Regions from separate parts of the Zea mays genome. Here region 2 is linked to region 1. Evidence: chromatin contacts called from public Hi-C data. All regions are on one chromosome and are shown on one strand. The core of a region is the stretch at or near the end of the contact, and the rest is flanking DNA. Distances in the headings are between cores, read along the strand shown. Region 1 holds the start of LOC100194130. Region 2 has its middle 43 kb from the start of LOC111590292.

Region 1 (2,835 bases), core at 296-2,795:
TTATATTATTTCAGTTATATGCGTATATAAGACACGTCGATTGACCCCAACCGCGCAAGGCAAATGGACGAAGCAAACCGCCCGTATGTATCGTGTACAGTACATAATGGACATGCATACAAAAATAGAGAGGCATCCAATGCATATGGCGATGCATTTGGTAAAAAAAAAAGCAGCGCATTTATAATGTTCAAACAGCGGTTAATTGTTCATCTCCCGTGTACTACCGAGCAATATGCATCGCAGAGAGAGCACGTGCATTTTTTGTTCTTCTCGATCAGGCCACGTAAATGTATCGCCGGTTTGCGTATATGCATGGCATGTTGGGGTCAAGTCAGTCTAAGGAGGCTGCTGGAGTAGACATGTGTTGCGCGATAGACGGTAGGGGGAACGCAAGCATAGCGAAGACATGTGCTGTCATAGTAATAGTATCGAGGCGAAAGCGATGGCGCGGAGATCCGGCCGAGAGGCGGCGTGGCGTGGCGGCAGCTCGCGGGCGCGGGCCCCGGCCGGTGGTGTCCCCTGCCGGACGTGGAGCGCCTCTCCGTCACAAGGTCCGTGTCCCCACCACTACATGCAGGTCCCGGTGCATATACGCACGCTTGCACGCATGGACTCGATCGTGACACCTTGCGTTCACAAAATATCTCCTTTTTTTTTCTTTCTCTCGCTCCATCGGTTTCGCATGTAGGTACCTCTCGTGTCACGATATTGCAGATCGGTCGTCGGGCCTGCGTCCTGCGTTGCGTTGCGTTGCGTTGCGTTGCGTTGCGTTACCTGACGGCATGCATTGCGCCGCCGCGCGCGCCATTTATATGTCACGTGTGTCATGCAGCGCAAGCGTGCCACACCGCAGCGGCGGCGGCGGCTAACCCCAGCGCGCGCGCACGTACGTGCGTGCGACACGACGTCGACGACAGTGAAGGTCGTAGCCCACAACAGCTTGGCCTCCCCTTCTCGTCACCGTACGTACGTGATCGAATTGCACTGGTCGAGCCACCATCGGCATCGTCCATGCGTTGGAATTACAAAACATGTTTTGGATCCACGTGCATGCATGCCCGTAAGAGCACGTAGGACCGGTCGGCGTTTGCACATGCATGCGGTATGGACGAGTAGCATATGAACAGTCCCACCCGCCGGTAACGACCGCCGCCGTCGGGCGGCCGGTGGCGAGTGCAGGCGCGGCACGCAATAATATCCCAGCCCGTCAAAGCCCCCCGACGCGGCGATCCCCGATTGGACGCGGCGGCTGACCACCTCGGGGACGCCACTACGTGTCCCGGCCGCACCTGACTGCGCACCACAGCCACACGAACAGGCACGTCGGATCGGGACGCAACAAGAGCCGCTCCGGTCCGGGACGACGACGACGCATGCAGCTAGCGCCGCGTGGCCGCGCGTGCCCCCACTCCGCGACAGCCACGTGGCCGCCTGTCCCGCCCGTACGGGAGGGACACGTCCGTCGCCTCGCCTGCCTGCCGTGGCCCCGCCGCGCGCGGTATATATACCTGGGCGTGGCGTGGCTCCATCTCTGTGTCTGTGGCTTTGGCTGGCCTCCATCGTTCTCGACTAGTACAGCCCGGGCGCACGCAGAGACAGAGCAGAGGAGTAGCGAAACATCCTGACGAATCAGCAGGAGAGAAAAGTCGGCAACGTTCTCGACTAGTACACACCCGATCGAAGAGGAAGAGGAAGAGGCTTGCTCTGCATCCAGCATATATTCCATGGCGCCGGCAGACATGGCGGAGCCGGCCATGACGACGGTGAGCAGGGTGGAGGACGCGGGGCGGATGTCGTCCATAGAGTGGGAGCCCAAGACGCTCACCCTCGCCCAGATCAAGTTCGCAAGGGTAAGCACGTACATATATGAATACACATAATGCATTATATATATTATACTAGAAAATTGTGAGATGCTATTTCAACCCAGGAGCTTGCATTGTTCTCGGCGATTTTTTTTTCTTTCACCATCTCATGAGGATGATTTCTTCACCGCCCTGTTAAATCAATGTGTGTGTGATCTATAATAATTTCTGTTTCGCAAATCCAATATTTCGAAATAAATATGCACGGATATCACATCCAATATTCCCTCTTTTGATTTGTAAATGCATCCTCCATCTCCTCCACCATTCCCTTTTTTTTCCTCTCCTAAAATCATCTTCAAGAGCTCTCCAGAAGTCTCCTCTAAATCAAGTTTTTTGAAAAAAACCATAAAAAACGATCTCTAACAGTTCCCAAGTGCTCACAACTTTTTCATGGCACTTAAAACTCTCTTATTTATAGCTACAAATAAGAAGTTTTAGGTTCCCAAAAACAATCTGTCGTTTTAAAAGATAAAGATCTGTTGGAGAAAAAAAAATAAAATTTACCCTACTAATTTTTTAAATGTTCCTTAAAATTGATTTTTATGAGTTATTTTCTAGGGAGCTCTTAGAAATGCTTTAAAAACACTGTCGAGTACTACGTAGCATAATTAATTCATGTACAAAAACATGTAACAGATCGATACAGCGCTTGCTAGCCGGCGAAGTGGTGCTAGTTTATATATATATATATATATATTTCTTTCAATCCCAAAGTACTATGATTCTAGTAATTGTAAAGATAATTCCCAAATAATTGGAGTGTCACTGTTCCTGAAAACCTATTCAATCAGACAGTCCTTTCCACGTGTTTAGGTACCATTGCCATGCATATTGCACCACTGCGTCGTCTTTCCATGTAGTGACTCACCTACTACCTTTCTCCCATCTAAAAAAATGTTAGTACATTAATTAAGTTATCAGTGCCTGTACATTTTAAGGTACCCAGAAGTATAAAGTATTGGTA
Region 2 (3,139 bases), core at 181-2,680, 99 kb before region 1:
CAACAGTCACTGTACCATTACAACCACCCTTCCTCGACTTGACTGGATTGAGTTGAGGTATATAGTAAAACATGAAACCCTCTACCGCATACCCACAAGGTACTGCAAAAGTTCTGCAGTTACGGACCACTGGACATTTTGAAGTTAAGTGTGTTTTGACATCACAAACTTCACAAAACAACTCAATATTGCGGTCACTCAACTGGTGTCCTTTGGTTTTACACCTGAAACAAAACAAAACGAAACTTTTTCTTTTGCCACAGGTGTTACAGAAGACCCCACCTTGTCATCCACATGAGTCGGCTTATAGAGTTCTTTGATTGTATCAAGCCTTGAACTGCGCTGAGGCCTATGATCCATCCAGCGCAGCATCCCACCTAGAATTGGACATGGACTGATTCTTCCCCACAGACTGCAGCAGCAGAGTGACAATCTGTTCCCAGGTATTGTCTGGGACATTCCTAGCAGCACCCCCGCCACCATTTGCCGCTGCAAAAGATTGGTGAAGCAAGTCAAGTCAGCTGCCTTTGAAACATCAGGTGCCACTGGAGGACTCACTGTTACCCCGTATCCGTAACGCTGACCTGCAGCCAGAGTGGAAGAAGCCCCTCCATGGCTCCATATGCGTACCTGCCCTGTTCGCCACCATCCATGTTCTAAAATGGCGTAGCACGACCACCGAAGAACCGCCCCCCTACAGAACTACCTCGCCCACCACGCCAAGCAGCTGGTCGTCCACGAACTCCTCCTCGACGGCCAGCTTACGGTCACCGCCTCCATAGCCGGGATGAAACACCGGCTGGTTTCCTCCCCTGCACCGGCCTCCGCGCCGCCATGCTGGTGATGACCCGAGGCATGACTGCGAGCGCCGTTAGACTGATGCTGGCCTCTTCCCCCTCCACGGCCGCCATGACCACCTCCCAGCGCCATAGTGTGCCTGCCTAGTCGCCGCGACGAAAGTGCTAGGCGACAAGCTTCTGAAAGTTGAATGAACTGCCCTCGCCACCGGTGATCTAGTACCCGTTCTGGTAAAAAGGAAAGCCAGCCCAGTCGTCGTGGACCCGCCCAATTAAGGCCACATCTCCCTGAATCCAGCGCTGCTGATGGCGTCCGAGAATCCCGGTGAAACGCCCTGTCACCAGGCTTTCCAAAAAAACACTTGATTTTGATATCTAATGCACATAGAAGATTGATGCACATATTAAATCATTACCATTTATTTTAGATTTAACGTCTCTAGTTGTTTGATATATTTTGCTAAGAACACCCTCCAACGTAGTGGTGTGTAGTTGTGAAATGTGTTATTTATAATTTGAATTATCAACTAAAACCGTTAGATTTAAAATGAATGGTGATGATTTAATATGTGCACTATGTGCCTTAGATATGTTCTCTTCGAATTAACAGCCAACGGATCCCCAGACCTAGGCAACGAACGCGTCTTCGTCAACCTGTGATCACGGCACTGTCCAGAGGAACAACGCAACTGCGCGCCTTTGATAGTGCATCTCCAACAGCGAACTTCGGCGAGCGGCGTGGCGACGGCAATTTTGCCCTGCCATGGCTTCACCTTGTTCCTGGAAGAAGAGAGCACAAGGCGGGAGGATGCAACCGTGTTCCCGACGTCGGCCCAGCCCAGGTCGCGACTTGCAAACCCCGACGGCTCCATCACCGGCAGGCAGGCAGACAGCAGCATGTCCTCCCATTGCGAATTTGCAGGAGCGGAGGCGCAACCTGGCTGCCTACCTCTAGCGCCGGACTCGAACCCAGTCCCATGGACAAAGATGACCGAGCCCCGACCTTTACCGGCGTTGAGCAAACACTGGTTGTAAATCCGTTCTGCTCAATCTGCCACCCAGCGATCCACCGGCGAGAGACTGGCCGAGATGGCCGCGCGCCTCCCGAGTCCCGTCCCGACGCCGAGATCCCCCCTCCGACGATAGAGAGAGAAAAGCTCTTACCTGCTGGTTGCCTTGACCACCCCTCCACGATCCTCAGCCACACACGCCTCTATCTCAGACTCTCTGGTAGTTTCCCTAGTACTAATCCCATATACTTTGACCGATCACAAGACCGAAACAAAAAAAAAAGAAATATTTATGACAGTTTCGATCGATCGTCTTAGGTAAGCAGATGGTCATACTTATCAATAATTGCTCTATCATAGAGCTGGGCAAGGCAATCATGCACACAACCAGGATCGATCCAGCCGTCCGCGGGTCCTGGTCAATGATTGCTTCTGCTGCATCGTCTGGAATAGCACAACAACAATAGTGACATGGATGGAGTATACTCGGTCTGGTAAAAAGATGTAATTCTAGATTCACAATTGAGTCCCCCTGAAGAATACAATTCTAGATGTATAGATAGATAGCCCTTATAAATATAGTGGTTTAGTGAATTCACTGACGCTCGTTCAATTCGTGCCCCAAACTCTCTGCTTGAACGCCAAATCTCGCAAAGGAGGACGCTGGATCTTGTAGGGGAGATCTTTGTGATTATGATGAAGATCTAGATGTATAGATAGCGTTGGCGTCGATCTGGGCAGCGCCAATCACTAGAGGTGTACCAGCTGGCGGTGCCCCTCTGCGGCGGCGCGGACGGTCCGCGGCTCTGGACCATACGGTCCGGGACCTAGGCACAGGAGCGACGTCTTCCCTGCGTCGCACGGGACGCGCACAGGGTCGAACGGTCCATAATGGCGCAAGGTCGTCTTCCTATTCCTCGCTGGAATCTAAATCTCGCCCTTTGGAGAAGAATCTTAGTACGCCCTGGGTTAACAGGTTACCCGGGACGTCTCCAGACGACCTGGAGTCGCCTATAAATTAATAGATCAATTCGAGGTTTGGGTCTTGGATGGACAACTAGATCTTGCCCACCGGGATGGGTAAGATCATATGGTCGTCTTGAGGTCGGTAGACCACCAAAGACGGATCTAGACGACGTAGAGTCGAATAGGGATGGATGTGGATATGCGGAAGTTTATAATTAGAACTACGCTACATGTACTCTTAGGGTAGAAATGATAAAGAAAGTAATTGGTTCGATTGGAATGTGTTCGGGCGTTCTCAATTGGTCGTACCCTTCATATATATAGGGGAGGTCTGGACCCGTTCCTAAGCGATAGCTAACAAACCCA

Evidence for each region. Hi-C and Micro-C count contacts between places; a contact is called where the count stands out from the background.
Region 2: a contact with region 1 is called in a Hi-C map of leaf, with 4 times the contacts expected there. The contact joins the enhancer-like site here to the promoter of LOC100194130 in region 1. A contact is called at or near these places in 5 of 25 Hi-C or Micro-C datasets (bundle sheath, leaf, leaf mesophyll and 1 more).

Annotation. Positions count from the first base shown.
Region 1 is chr10:15,899,261-15,902,095 of Zm-B73-REFERENCE-NAM-5.0, reverse strand. LOC100194130 reads left to right here and starts at 1,545. Exons shown (of 2, transcript NM_001139183.1): 1 at 1,545-1,853. The coding sequence starts at 1,728.
Region 2 is chr10:15,997,957-16,001,095 of Zm-B73-REFERENCE-NAM-5.0, reverse strand. No RefSeq gene overlaps it. Among protein-coding and RNA genes, the nearest start is that of LOC111590292, 43 kb to the right of the region's middle. Within about 2 kb of position 1,430, at least 15 of the 20 cell types and tissues checked have an H3K27ac peak or open chromatin away from gene starts, as enhancers often do. A contact at or near this core is called in leaf and leaf mesophyll, where this site is marked.